2 separate regions of the Mus musculus genome follow, and region 2 is linked to region 1. A link is a contact called in public promoter capture Hi-C data. All regions are on one chromosome and are shown on one strand. Each heading gives the region's core, a stretch centred on a gene start, on an enhancer-like site or on the middle of the called end of the contact. The rest is flanking DNA. Distances are from core to core; before and after follow the strand shown. Region 1 overlaps Uxs1 (UDP-glucuronate decarboxylase 1). Region 2 holds the start of Mettl21c (methyltransferase like 21C).

The links. Promoter capture Hi-C pulls out the DNA fragments that hold promoters and counts their contacts.
Region 2: a contact with region 1 is called in a promoter capture Hi-C map of neural stem cells. The contact joins the promoter of Mettl21c here to the enhancer-like site in region 1. A contact is called at or near these places in 3 of 39 promoter capture datasets (the C10 cell line, the HPC-7 cell line and neural stem cells), 1 of 15 datasets of contacts at CTCF or cohesin (large pre-B cells), 1 of 484 Hi-C or Micro-C datasets (embryonic stem cells) and 3 of 9 other capture datasets (adipose tissue, liver and pancreatic islet).

What each region holds. Positions count from the first base shown.
Region 1 is chr1:43,759,437-43,765,292 of GRCm38.p6, reverse strand. It overlaps Uxs1 (UDP-glucuronate decarboxylase 1), which reads left to right. Exons shown (of 15, transcript NM_026430.4): 10 at 284-403; 11 at 4,729-4,772. Among named protein-coding and RNA genes, the nearest start is that of Ecrg4, 32 kb to the right of the region's middle. Within about 2 kb of position 2,487, at least 11 of the 459 cell types and tissues checked have an H3K27ac peak or open chromatin away from gene starts, as enhancers often do. A contact at or near this core is called in neural stem cells, where this site is marked.
Region 2 is chr1:44,016,538-44,022,545 of GRCm38.p6, reverse strand. It overlaps Mettl21c (methyltransferase like 21C), which reads left to right and starts at 2,540. Exons shown (of 5, transcript NM_001013799.1): 1 at 2,540-2,638; 2 at 5,270-5,360. The coding sequence starts at 5,279.

The DNA.
Region 1 (5,856 bases), core at 1,238-3,737:
TTTATATAAGCAGTTTACCCTCACACAACTGTCTTACAGCTTCCCCCACCAGAGTGCCCATACTCCTGGCCTTTCCAGAGTGGAATCTGAGGCAGCTTTGGCTGTGATGTAGCTCTGCATCACCAAGTTGCTTTATGATGAGCACATCACAGAATCAGAACAGAAGTCTTGTCTTTGGAAAGAGGAAAGAATCCTGGTCTCCATCCTTGCAGGAGCCTGGAAATGCAGAAGAGCGCTGCACACTGCAGAGAAGCGCACCTCATATGCTTTCTCTCTGTTCTAGGAAGGTGTGGAAGTACGGGTGGCAAGGATCTTCAACACCTTTGGGCCGAGAATGCACATGAATGATGGGCGGGTGGTCAGCAACTTCATCTTACAAGCACTACAAGGGGAGCCACTCACAGTGAGTACTGCCCAGAGGCAGCCTGTAACCTTTCTTCACACCAGTAAACAAAAGGTGACTTGCTTCAGGGCCTTGATGTTTCCCAGGTGACATATTTCCATGTGTATCTCTGCTACCTTCATGAAAGGAAGAGAAGCATGTGGGTGGAACACAGTGCGGGAATAGCCTTACAGTGAACCTTGGGTCCTGTCTCATTCACCTTGGACAGGGACTGCCTGTGCCAGCTGGCCTGCTTGCACATTCCCCGTGGATCCCAAGCTTGCTTTCCTCTCCTAAGTGCTACCTTGCTGCCCCTTGATGGAGGCTCTATGGTCATACCTGGCTTGTCTTTCCATATCATTTATGGACTCCACCAGCTCTTCCTGGTGGCCTGGCTCTGGATCCACCCTGCCACCATAGTGTCCTATCTTTGTAGTCCCATTCTTGTTCTTTAGCTATGTTCTTTCAGCTTATCCTAGAGCCAACCTTCTGAAGAGGAGAAACCCAAAGATCCTCATCTCAGGGACAGCATATGCCACAGACCTTTCCCTAGGTCCCTATCCAACCCACTCCTGACTCCTTCAGCTCCTGTCTTGCATGTTCTGGGAGTGTTTCCTGGGCATTTTCCCCATTCTCTGTAGACAGTACTAACTGGACCACTCTCTATGAAGGCACCATTGCACTCCACAAATAGTTTTCTTTTCATTTCACTTGGAACCAGTGCAATGCTAAATTTCCAGGACCCCAGCACAACATTAACTCTGGAAACAAGGACCTTTGTTCCTTTGATTCATAGCTGTTAATCTGGCCCCAGCACATAGGCAATATAAGCTAAATATTGGTTGAATTAATGGTCAGGTAATGTGGTGGCTGCTTTTTTGTTGCAGTAAGTGAAAAGTGACTTACGGGTTAGCCACAGAGGCCAGGGGTCTTAGTTGTAACTGCTGGGTAAACCTGTCTTTCATATCCTCTCTTGCTTCATCTGGCTTCTACCCACAGATTTCCTAGATACTTTTAGCCAGCTCAAAGTTAAAGTGTTGGAAATATGGTTCCTGTGATAACATGGACAGATGTTGGTTTCCTATATGGAGAATGTTCATGATTTATATGCAAATTCTAAACCATTTTACAAAAGGGACGTTGCCATCCTAGAGTTTGGTATCTGTGGAGTGCTTTGGAACCAATCCCCAAGGAAACTGAGGGCTAACTATATTTGGGGTTCAGATGATCTCTACTGGGGAGGGAGAGATTCCTGATGGCTTCTCAGCCACCATGTACAGTGACTTACCCAGGGTCAAAGCTACCTTGTTTGCAGAGAAAACTGTTAACAGCTTTTGAAGAAAAAGCTTTTCAATTTATTGCCGCCTTGGCTGTTTCAAGGACTCCATATTAAGAAGGAAAGCAAGTCCGCTGGCAGCCTTAAGAATGCACAAATTGTTGGCACAGGTCATGTCTCATGTGTTGTCTTCAGGCCCGGCATGACTCTCCCAGAGATGTAAGGAGAGATCACTGGCGCCATCCAAAAGCCTTTAATCCATAGCCTGTCAGACATCCCTCTTTCCTAGCCACCCAGGCAGAAGGCCCATGGAGGCATTTAGAGTGTTTTAGGGTTTTATACATTTGTTTGTTCCAAAGAATCGTATTGCCCATCAAGGACCTGATGAATTGCTTGTGCTTTTTCTCTTGGGTTAAAATATCATCTTTCCCTTGTCAGGTGGTTCTGTCTAGAAGTCAGCAGGGTGGTGTGGGGAGAAGTGTGCTGGAGACCGAGCACAACTTTGAGCATAGAGGGCAAGTGGAAACTCAAAGCTAAGGAGCAGAGTGGGAGGCAGAGGATAGAAAAAACAAAGAGGAAGAAACATTTGGGAAAGAGGGCCCTGATGGGACTGACCTAACAGGATTCTTGCTGAAGGAGGCCAAATGGCCCCACAGCTTTGAAGGCTTGGAAAGAGATGAGAAACAGAGGCAGGTATGAGGGTCGGATTCACTAAACAGGGCTTTTTGTTGACTTCTGTGAGAAATATCCAACTAGGACAAGAGACTGACTTGGTTTAGCAGAGGCTGTTATAGCTTAAGTACTTAATGCACACTGTAGAGGGCAGTGCCGTGCATTCAGACAGCTCCCATTGGATTTCCTGCTGCCCCCTCCTCCCTGGACATCTTGGTGACTCCTAGGTCACCATATTGCTGTGACCTGAACATATGCAGCACTTAATCCCCTGAGAGCAATTTTGAGTCTCCAGAATCTCCTTAAATCTCTCTCATCTTGTAAAGTGCAGCTAGAGGGACCATGTAGACACCAGAGTGTAATGCTGTGCAGACTCAAGAGTATAGCTGAGCACCTACTCTGCCTGGCCTGTGGACAAGGAGTAGCTTCTGCCCCGTAGGCAGGCAGGCAGGTCTGTGAGCCAAGAGGGCACATTCACTCTCATCATCAAGGCAGTAAGTGCCTTTCAAGGCTCTGTCCTCATTGCTCCTTTGCTGAGATTTGCTCCGGCAGTTTCTGGATCCTGTCAGCAGACATCTCGATATGTAGTACTGTTTTGCCTTTTCTCGTGAGCCTTCCATCCTCAGGTAGAACCTAAAAACATACATCTCTGAGCTAGGCATGCATGGTCAGTGTTGAACAGAGCAAGCAGGATTTTAAATTGCGTCTCGACAGCATGACAGTCTGGGTGAATTCTCAGTCTTGAACCAAGATCTTGCAGATCAGAAGTGAAATATCTGTGATAGTAATCCTGGGGACTTGGGAGTCTCTCTGAGTGTGTACTACATAGATCTGAGCCTTGGCTACACCTCAGAATCATTCCAGGAGCTTGAAAGTAGTAAGCTTTGTCCCCCCCACCCCCACATCAACTAAATCCAGCTGTGGCTGGTACTCAGGAATTGGTATTTTTAGGGCAGTAGAAATACAACTGTATAGCCCTAGACTGAACCGTTATGCAGACAGACCTAGTCAGATAGGAAGGGTTGGTGGTCTCACAAGAAATAGTTTATCCTACTCACCAGGACCACCTGCTTCCCATTATAAATTGATTTAACTGCTGATTCCTGCCATGGTGGAATTTTTATGAGTGTTCAGGTCCTCTGACTGAGTTCTTGGTTTAGAGGGACCAAGGCTGTTCTAAATCTGTCATCCTATCAGTCATCTAGAGGATCTTAGCTTGATCTTAGCTATATGTTGGAAGTCCCTCAGAGCCAGCTGTACAAATATGAACAAGTCTGGCCCACAGTTTACCAGCCTATCTAGGCAGAATTCTACCACTTATAATAGTCATCCATGTTGGAGAGCTTCCACTGAATATTCGTCACATTATTTGTGTGTAAGGTCTGTCTGTTGCACAAATAGAGTCCAGGATTGCAGTTCCCAGGGTTTTACATGCCTGACAAACAGTAAGACATGGATAGAAGCCGGTTCTTGGACACAGTCTTTTGAAGAAAAACTTGATATATGTGTACACACTCATAGTAAGTATCAGTGCTGAAGTACAGAATATAAGATGTGCTCAAAATGTTCTCATTTTCCTTAATAATTTAATTAAAATACAATTATATCATTTCCTTCCTTTCCCTTCCCTCAATCCTTCCTGTATCATCTTCCTCCAGTATTTCCCATTCCCCTTTACTCCCTTTTAAATTTATAGCCTCTTTTCCTTTGATTATGTTTATTGTTGTTATTATTATTAATTATTATTATTGTTGTTAAACATACAAACATTTAAATACATAAATACACTTTCTGAGTCCATTCCGTGTTGCTTATGTGTATATGATTTCAGAGCTGACTGATCACTTGGTATTGTGTAACTAATTAAGGGGCCCATCCCTGGGAAGACTAATTGTCCCTCTCTGAGTAGTTGTTAGTTACCTGTCGTTCTTTTTCTAGGTTTCAAGCCTTATTAACATGTTGTCACTGGATCTTGTTCAGCAGCCACACTGTTGCAGTACTATGGGTGTATCTTCTTGTCATTTCTTTGAGACACAGTCTCATCTCACAGCAGATTTCCTCTGGCTCTCAGAAGTCTGCCATCCTCTTGTCCATAATGTTCCCTGAGCCTTGGGTAGAGAAATTGTGCTGTAGATGTATGGTGAGGGTGAGCACTCCATGATCAGTTCTCTGTATTTTGGCCACTTGTGGTTTTCTGGGATAGATTCTGTCTGATGCAATGAGAAGCTCCTTTGACGAGGTATGAAAGTTAGAGGGTTTGTAAACCTTAAATTGTTGTAAGCCCATGTCAGTGCTTCTTCAAGGACGGGTTCTGAAGTCAGACCCACGGGATTCCAAGGAGCCCTACTAATAGTGCCAGGGTGTTTTTTCTCAAGTCTAACTCTTGGTTTCCTTCTAGGTCTATGGCTCTGGGTCTCAGACACGGGCATTCCAGTACGTAAGGTAAGGCTCCTGTCATTGTCCTTGGTTCTGAGTAGAAGGCAGCAGTAACTGTGTATTGTACTGTGTATTCTACATGCTGGTTACTTCCACAGCTCACCTGTGCACTAAGCCAATTTTAATATTTGATTGGGAACTTCTTGCTTCTCTGTTTAGAAGATAAAGTTGATTTTGATCCACTATTTCTGTGATTCCTGGCTAATCTTTTACTGCCACCTAGTGTTGCATAGATAAAAGTTATCCAGCACTGAGGGGAGCTTGAATAATTAATGCTGCAGGCCAATTAGTCACCCATCAAACCTGCAGGTTCAGATGTCTGACCAACTTTTGAAAACATAGCTCTTTATCATGGAGAAGTCTTTAAGAATATAAGGTAAGAGTGTCTTAATGGTGATCCTGTCTTGAAGCTGAGGCAGGCTCATATTCCTTAATACTTTTGCTTGATGACTTTTATTGTTGTCTTTGGAATTCTACCTAGAATTTTGTTGGTCAGCACAGTTGGTAATGATATCCACTTACCACACTGAAGCACCTTCCACATTTACATAGCTGTTACGAACTCCATGGAGATTTCCAAATCCTTGGTCATTGTAAAACCTAGTTCTGTATTTTAACACATGTACTTTTGCTCTTAAATGCAAATACCTCAAATGTATGTTGGCCAGGAAATGCCACCCCAGGTGTCTTAGAGCCTTCCCAGGGTACTGTAGAGTAAGGTGTTAGCTATCAGTGCAGGTCTGAGCAACTTCCAGCCTCAGCCTGAGCGACCATGTCTCATTAGATAAGGAGCATAATAGAAGTCACTTAGAAAAATGGAAATCCTGCTTTATTTTTTTCTCGAAAGTTAAAATAACTAGAGTAGACATTTCTCTGTGCGCACCTTTAATCCCAGCGCTCAGGAGACAGAAGCAGGCGAATTTCTGAGTTTGAGGCCAGCCTGGTCTACAAAGTGAGTTCCAGGACAGCCAGGGCTATACAGAGAAACCCTGTCTCGAAAAACCAAAAAAAAAAAAAAAAAAAAAAAAAAGTACGCAAACTCTTAAATGAGATACAGAAGAAGCTGTTAATAAATGCATACCACAGTCAG
Region 2 (6,008 bases), core at 1,291-3,790, 260 kb before region 1:
TTACTTCTCAAAGTTCCCATAGTGCATGTTGTGCCTTCATCTTCATTGGTGGATGGAGGGAGGAAACTGGGTGGGAGAGTGGATGAGGAGGGGAACAGGGATAGGGATCAGGTGCTGAGAGGAGGGGTGGGAGAGAGAACATATTTCAGTGGGGGGCATCTCCAGTACTAGCTGGAGACCTGAAACTGGGGAGGCTTCGGAGCTGGGGATTTGGAGACTCAAGTGGCCATCTCCTTTATCCTGGCAAAACTTCCAGTGGAGGGAGGGGGACACCAAACCACCCACAAAACCTTCAACTCAAAATATCTCATGCCTATACGATGTGCAGGGGTAAAGATGGAGCACAGATGGAAGGAATAGCCAACCAATGACTAGCCCAACAAGAGACCCATCCCATGGGAAAAACCAAACCTGACACTATTAATGATACTGTTATGCTTGCAGACAGGCACCTAGCATACCTGTAGAGGCAGAGACCTACAGCAAAACATCAGGTGGTGCTTAGGAAGTTGTAGAGAAGAGTGTGGAATAAGATTGAATGAACTGGAGATGTCAAGGGCACCACAAGACCTAGAGAGTCAACTAACTTGGGCCCATGGGGCTCATGGAAACTGAACTACCAACCAGACAGCATGCATAGGCTGGATCTAGGCTTTACAGATTTGTGTTAGATGTGCACATTGGTCTTCATGTGAGTCCCTTAACAACTGGAGTGTGTGTGTGTGTGTGTGTGGGGGTGTTATCTCTGACTGTTGCCTGCCTCTGAATTCCTGTCCTCTAGTTGGACTGCATGGTTATGCCTCAGTAGGAGGGGATGAGTTTAGTCCTCAATGGTATCTAAGCAGGGCATCCCCTTCTTTGAGGAGAAGGAAAGAGGATAATAGGGGGACTGGGAGGAGAGCAAGGAGGGGTCTTGTGATCAGGAGATAAAGTGAACAAATAAATTAAAAGCAGTTCTAGAGGCTATCAAAGAGATTATTACAAACAAATCCTAAAATAAAAGACACACTCCCATCCAGCCATTTTTCTACAGTTTAAAAAAACCTACTTTTTAATGTAGTTTAAAATTTTATATAAAAAGTATATAGAAATGACAATACAAAAAGTACTAGTTATGTTGATCTTTTCTTATATTAGGATTAAGTATATTTAATTTCCCTTTTATTCCCTTTTCTTCATGTTGAAACTTTTAGAATGAATATGTTTAATTATTTACAACATATGCACTGCAGTCAGTTTTAAAGTTTACAGGCTAGGCAAGTCCTCTACCACTGAGCAACACTTCAAACCCTTTATTTTATTTTATTTTATTTATTTATTTTTATTTTGAAATAAAGTGCCCTAAATTGCTCAGGCTAGCCTCTAACTTTTGATCCTCTTTCTTTCAACCAGATTACAGTTGTGTGACACCAAGCAATCCATTTTCCAAAATTTCCCATATCTCTTAAACCAAATTGTGACCATGTTGATACTGTTTTCGTGGAGATGAAGGAAACTGGTAGAAATAAGTATTAGAAACAACAGTGTAGCCAGAAAACAGGTATTATTGGGAGGAAGAGAATGTCCAACTGATAGGGTTGGGAAAATATTAGGGCATCTTGTCCCCTCAAGTTACAAGAAAGAAGATCCAGCATGCATGGAACCCTAGGAGTTAGGCAAGGACCCCAAGTTCAGAGAATGTGACAGAGTGCAATAATGATGATGATAGCAGAATGTGTACTAAGGTTGTATAGAGAAGTGAACGTCGGTTTTTATGTGTATGCAAGTTAATCACTTTTACTCTGGATACTTCATTAAGTCCCATCTGCCTGCAGCTTTAATTTTCATGACCTGGATTCTATTTTAAGAGTTCTGGAGCTTCCTCCCTGAGCTTTTTCATGAGCTTCTCGCCATAGCTTTTTCCAGATGAAGTCTTTCTTAAGTTCTCTTCCCTCTGACCCAACTTCAAACACCCTGCAGAGAGGTTTAAAGCTTTAACTTTCGTCCCTTCCTATAAGCAGTTCTCTCTTCCTGGAAACCACTTTGCTTTATTCTGGGTAGTGGCTCCTGTTGTTCTTGGCTGCTAGGCTCAGCATCTTGGGCAGTGCCCTGGGCAGGCATGCCTCTTGAACCACAGGAGTGTTTGCAGGTCTGTGTGAAACCCTAACCACTCAAGCTATACTCCTGTTTATTTTTAATTACATTTCTTTTAGGTTAGCTACAAAGTCCTGGGTTTCATTATGGGATTTTCATACTCATGTGCTACACTTTGATCCCATTTATTGACCTCCCATTTCTTTCTAGAACTGAAACAAAAATTTCCATTTTACCCTGCCCCCATCCACAGAGAACTTGTTTCTATCTAGACATTATGGATCTTTGGGGGACATTCCATTTCAGGTTGGGGCAGGAGAGAAATGGTGGGGAGAGAGGAAGGAGAGGAAGGAAAGAGGAAAGGAAGGAGGGAGGGAAAAGGGAGGGAGAGAGAGGTGTCAGTCTAGTAATGTGTCTGTGAGAGGTCTGGGTAATGCTACCATAAATAACTTGAACTCCAACTAGCTGGCTTTTGATCATAAAGAGCTCATCATTTCAAGTGTGGACCTATATAAAAAACACTGGGGACTTGAGGCCACACAAGCTGCGATCTCTGCTTCATAAGGTAAAGGCATGTTTAAACTGATAATTTGAAAAGGTTCTGAGGGGTTTGAAGGCAATAACCAGGAGTTGCTTTAAGAAAGATCAAATTCTTTAATAGTAAATACTAACGTATGTAAAACTAATGTAAGACTCTAAAAAGGTAACAGTAATTGTACTAGATTGATTTTTCAATACACAAGCTACCTTGTTGACACCAACAACAGTGGTGGGAGGGGTCATTTGACTTCTCAGGAACTGTCACCTATCCCTTATCTGAAACATGTTCTCCCTCCTTTGCATGTGAAATAAAACATCGTCTTAGATTATATTTGTGGTATCCCATGGTGACAGACAGGCACTTTATTACAGGGTTATATTGCATTCTTATTTCATATCCTGGAGGTGGTTATACAGTGAGTGTGTCCACTCCATCGCCCTGGAAGTAGTCATATTGAATGTCCACTCTATTGTGCTGGAGGTGGCAACAGCAGTGGAGGACTGCATGTGTGAGAGAGGCTTTGCTGGATTATAGCTCTCAATCCTCCAACTTCACGTGGTGTCGCAATTAACTCATTTTCAAAGCAGGTTCTGCATAATAGAGCCAACATTCTAACACAGCTTCTCATCACATCAAGGATAGTTTCTGAACCTCACAGTAATGTTTTCTACTTTTAAAAGGTAGAACCATTAACTTCCTGAGGTCATTGAGAAGCTGAAAAATTAAAAGCTAAGAAAGTGTCTGCAAGGGGAAAGATGCTTCTGTGAGGCACATGGGTGGAACACTGTTGGGTAGCTTGGTAAACTGGAGAATTAAGGTAATTACTTGATGGCTTGAGTGCGTGAGCTGATTAAAATACCATATCACACCTATCCATGGCAGTCTAGTTTTTTAGACACTTCCTTCACCAGAGATGCCAGAAACATGCAGCCACATCACATCCATCACAATCTCATTTGACATGGACAGGGACTCCAGGGGCACACATCCTCTGCACATGTTAAAAGATGCTTCCTGGCTGGAGTGCGTCTGCATATACTGCTCATTCATAGGACTGAGTGATTGGAATTAAGCAAGTTCTGTAGGAGTGCTTTTGGCTGGGGTGTCCTCAGTAGCTGAAACAGTAGAATGGGGCAACTTTTGCACATGGCAATAAACTCAAGATAGTAAATGCAGATGACAAAAAAATCTACAAAAACTTGTTAGAAAGATAAAAATGCCAGTGTACAGTGTGGACTTAATAGACACTAAACACTGGGAGTCATTTAAGAAAAACCATGTTGTGCTGGAGTCCCCCGAGTCCCTCCGCTCCAAAGTAGATGAAGCTGTGGCAGTCCTGCAGGCTCACCATGCCAAGAAAGAAGCTGCCCAGAGGTGGGCACTGTTGCTGCTGCTACTACCTCTTAGACAAGAAGAAAAGTCAAAAGCCAAAAACCCCTCATGGCATCCAGCTAAGGTCTGAAGACGTCCTAGTTTGTCTGTGGACCGCCACACCAAGAACCAAGTTGCAAATTCAATAGGTCATTTTGTATCAGAAGGTCAATTATGAAGCACCTATAATTTTTCAATTATAAGAATATATTCTCTGGGTTCTGTTGTGACCCAGATGATAACTTTTTTTTTTCCTATTGTGGGTTCTGGTTTTTTTCCCTCATCCCAGAAATTGGTTTTGATGTACCCAAGACTTAAGTTTCTCAAATAAAGGAAATAAAATATCCATAAAAAAAAAAGAAAAGCCATGTTGAAATAGGCAGCAAAGTGGGTTGCAGCTGTATATCCACTTAGACCCCTGCCTCTGTCACTGATCAACTTCATCTTTATCTGGGATTCTCTTCCCTGACCCACCTCTTAACTGTTGACTGAACATTAGCTTGGTGCAAGCTAATGGTCTACTACTCAGCTACCATTCTGTTTTAATTTTGAGACAGGACCTCTTATATTGCCAGGGCTGCCCTTGAACTTGTGAATCATCTGCCTCACCTCCTAGGTAGGTGGGATAGTGATAGGGGTTATTGTGATTTTGAACATAGTGAGGATCCACACATTCCTAGTGCTGGTAATGTTTCTATTTATCTCACCAACCTTCAAACGGCAGCATCTGCTTTTATACTCAGCAAACACCAAGTGCCCTGGATCTCCCAGGTCCAATAGGCCTATGGCTTTTGTGCCTATCAGTGGTCTCTGGCCAATTCTCTTGTAAATCAGTCTTCTTGTATGTGAGTGAGGGGACTAAGGAGACTCCAAGTACTTAAAGTGGGGAGCCAGATCAGTCTCCTAGCTAGAGCTGTGTTCCAACACAGTCTCAGAGTCTGATCCAAGCTGGGTTTCTTCACAAGTGTCCCCAGTGGCATCCAATTTTGGACAGGCTTTCTTCATTGACATTTCTTCCAAATGTAATCCGAAATAATTTTAACTTCAGAACTTAATGGTGAGCTATACAGTCTCAGATTGTGACAAGGAGCAGAAACATAATGCTCCCAGGTGTACCTGCTCTGGATTACATTTCTCCTTGATCACAGGGGCTGCATCTTACACTGTGAAACTAGCTCCTTGGGTGGCTGCCTTACTTTACTCACCCTGAGGAACCAAGTTGATGAGCAGTGCTCCTGGGAACCTTGCAAGGCTGAGCCTCGAGTGTCTTTTCCCTCTCACCAGGCTCTGGCTATGGATCAGCATCTCCACATAGCCCAGCAGCCCCTACTCTCGGGGACTCCACAGGAAGATGGTTTTGCAGGACCCTCAGTAGGTAAGCTCTTACAGCATTTCTCAGCCATAAGAATATGTGTTCCTTTTAAACTCTATGATTTTTTAAACTACAATAAAAAGGAGCAGAAAACAGAATCCATTACCTTCTAGTTTTCATTGTTATCACTTCCACAATGTCTTATCATGTGTGCAGGTCTAAGAGTGCTATATGTTTGAACAACTTTTAAAACCATCAAAAGGGAATTTAGAGTTGCTTTTTGCTTCTCACTCAGATATATTCCTGGCATCCTTTTCTGACAGTGGTTCCCTGTCAGAGGTATTTCCTCTTAGAGCCATGTGAAAATTTAAAATTATGTCTAGGCATGGATTCAGAAGCAAATAAATAATAGACATAACCAAGGATGTCCTGAGAACCATTTACAGTGGTAAAAAAAAAAGTTTCGCTTCTGCTAAAGAGGGTGTTAACTTATTTTTCCATATTTTTTCATAAAATATAACTGTTTCTAGAATTCTGATCTATTTACTATTAATAAATGAAACTAAAGTATAATACAGATATTTTTCTCTTTATAGACCTTCAGAGGGTCTTACATAAAACTCTTTATATGCTTGTGTTTAAACTTGTATTACATTTGTGTTTTGCTGTGCATGTCCTGGCACACATGTGGAAAGCAGGAGGTAACTTGCC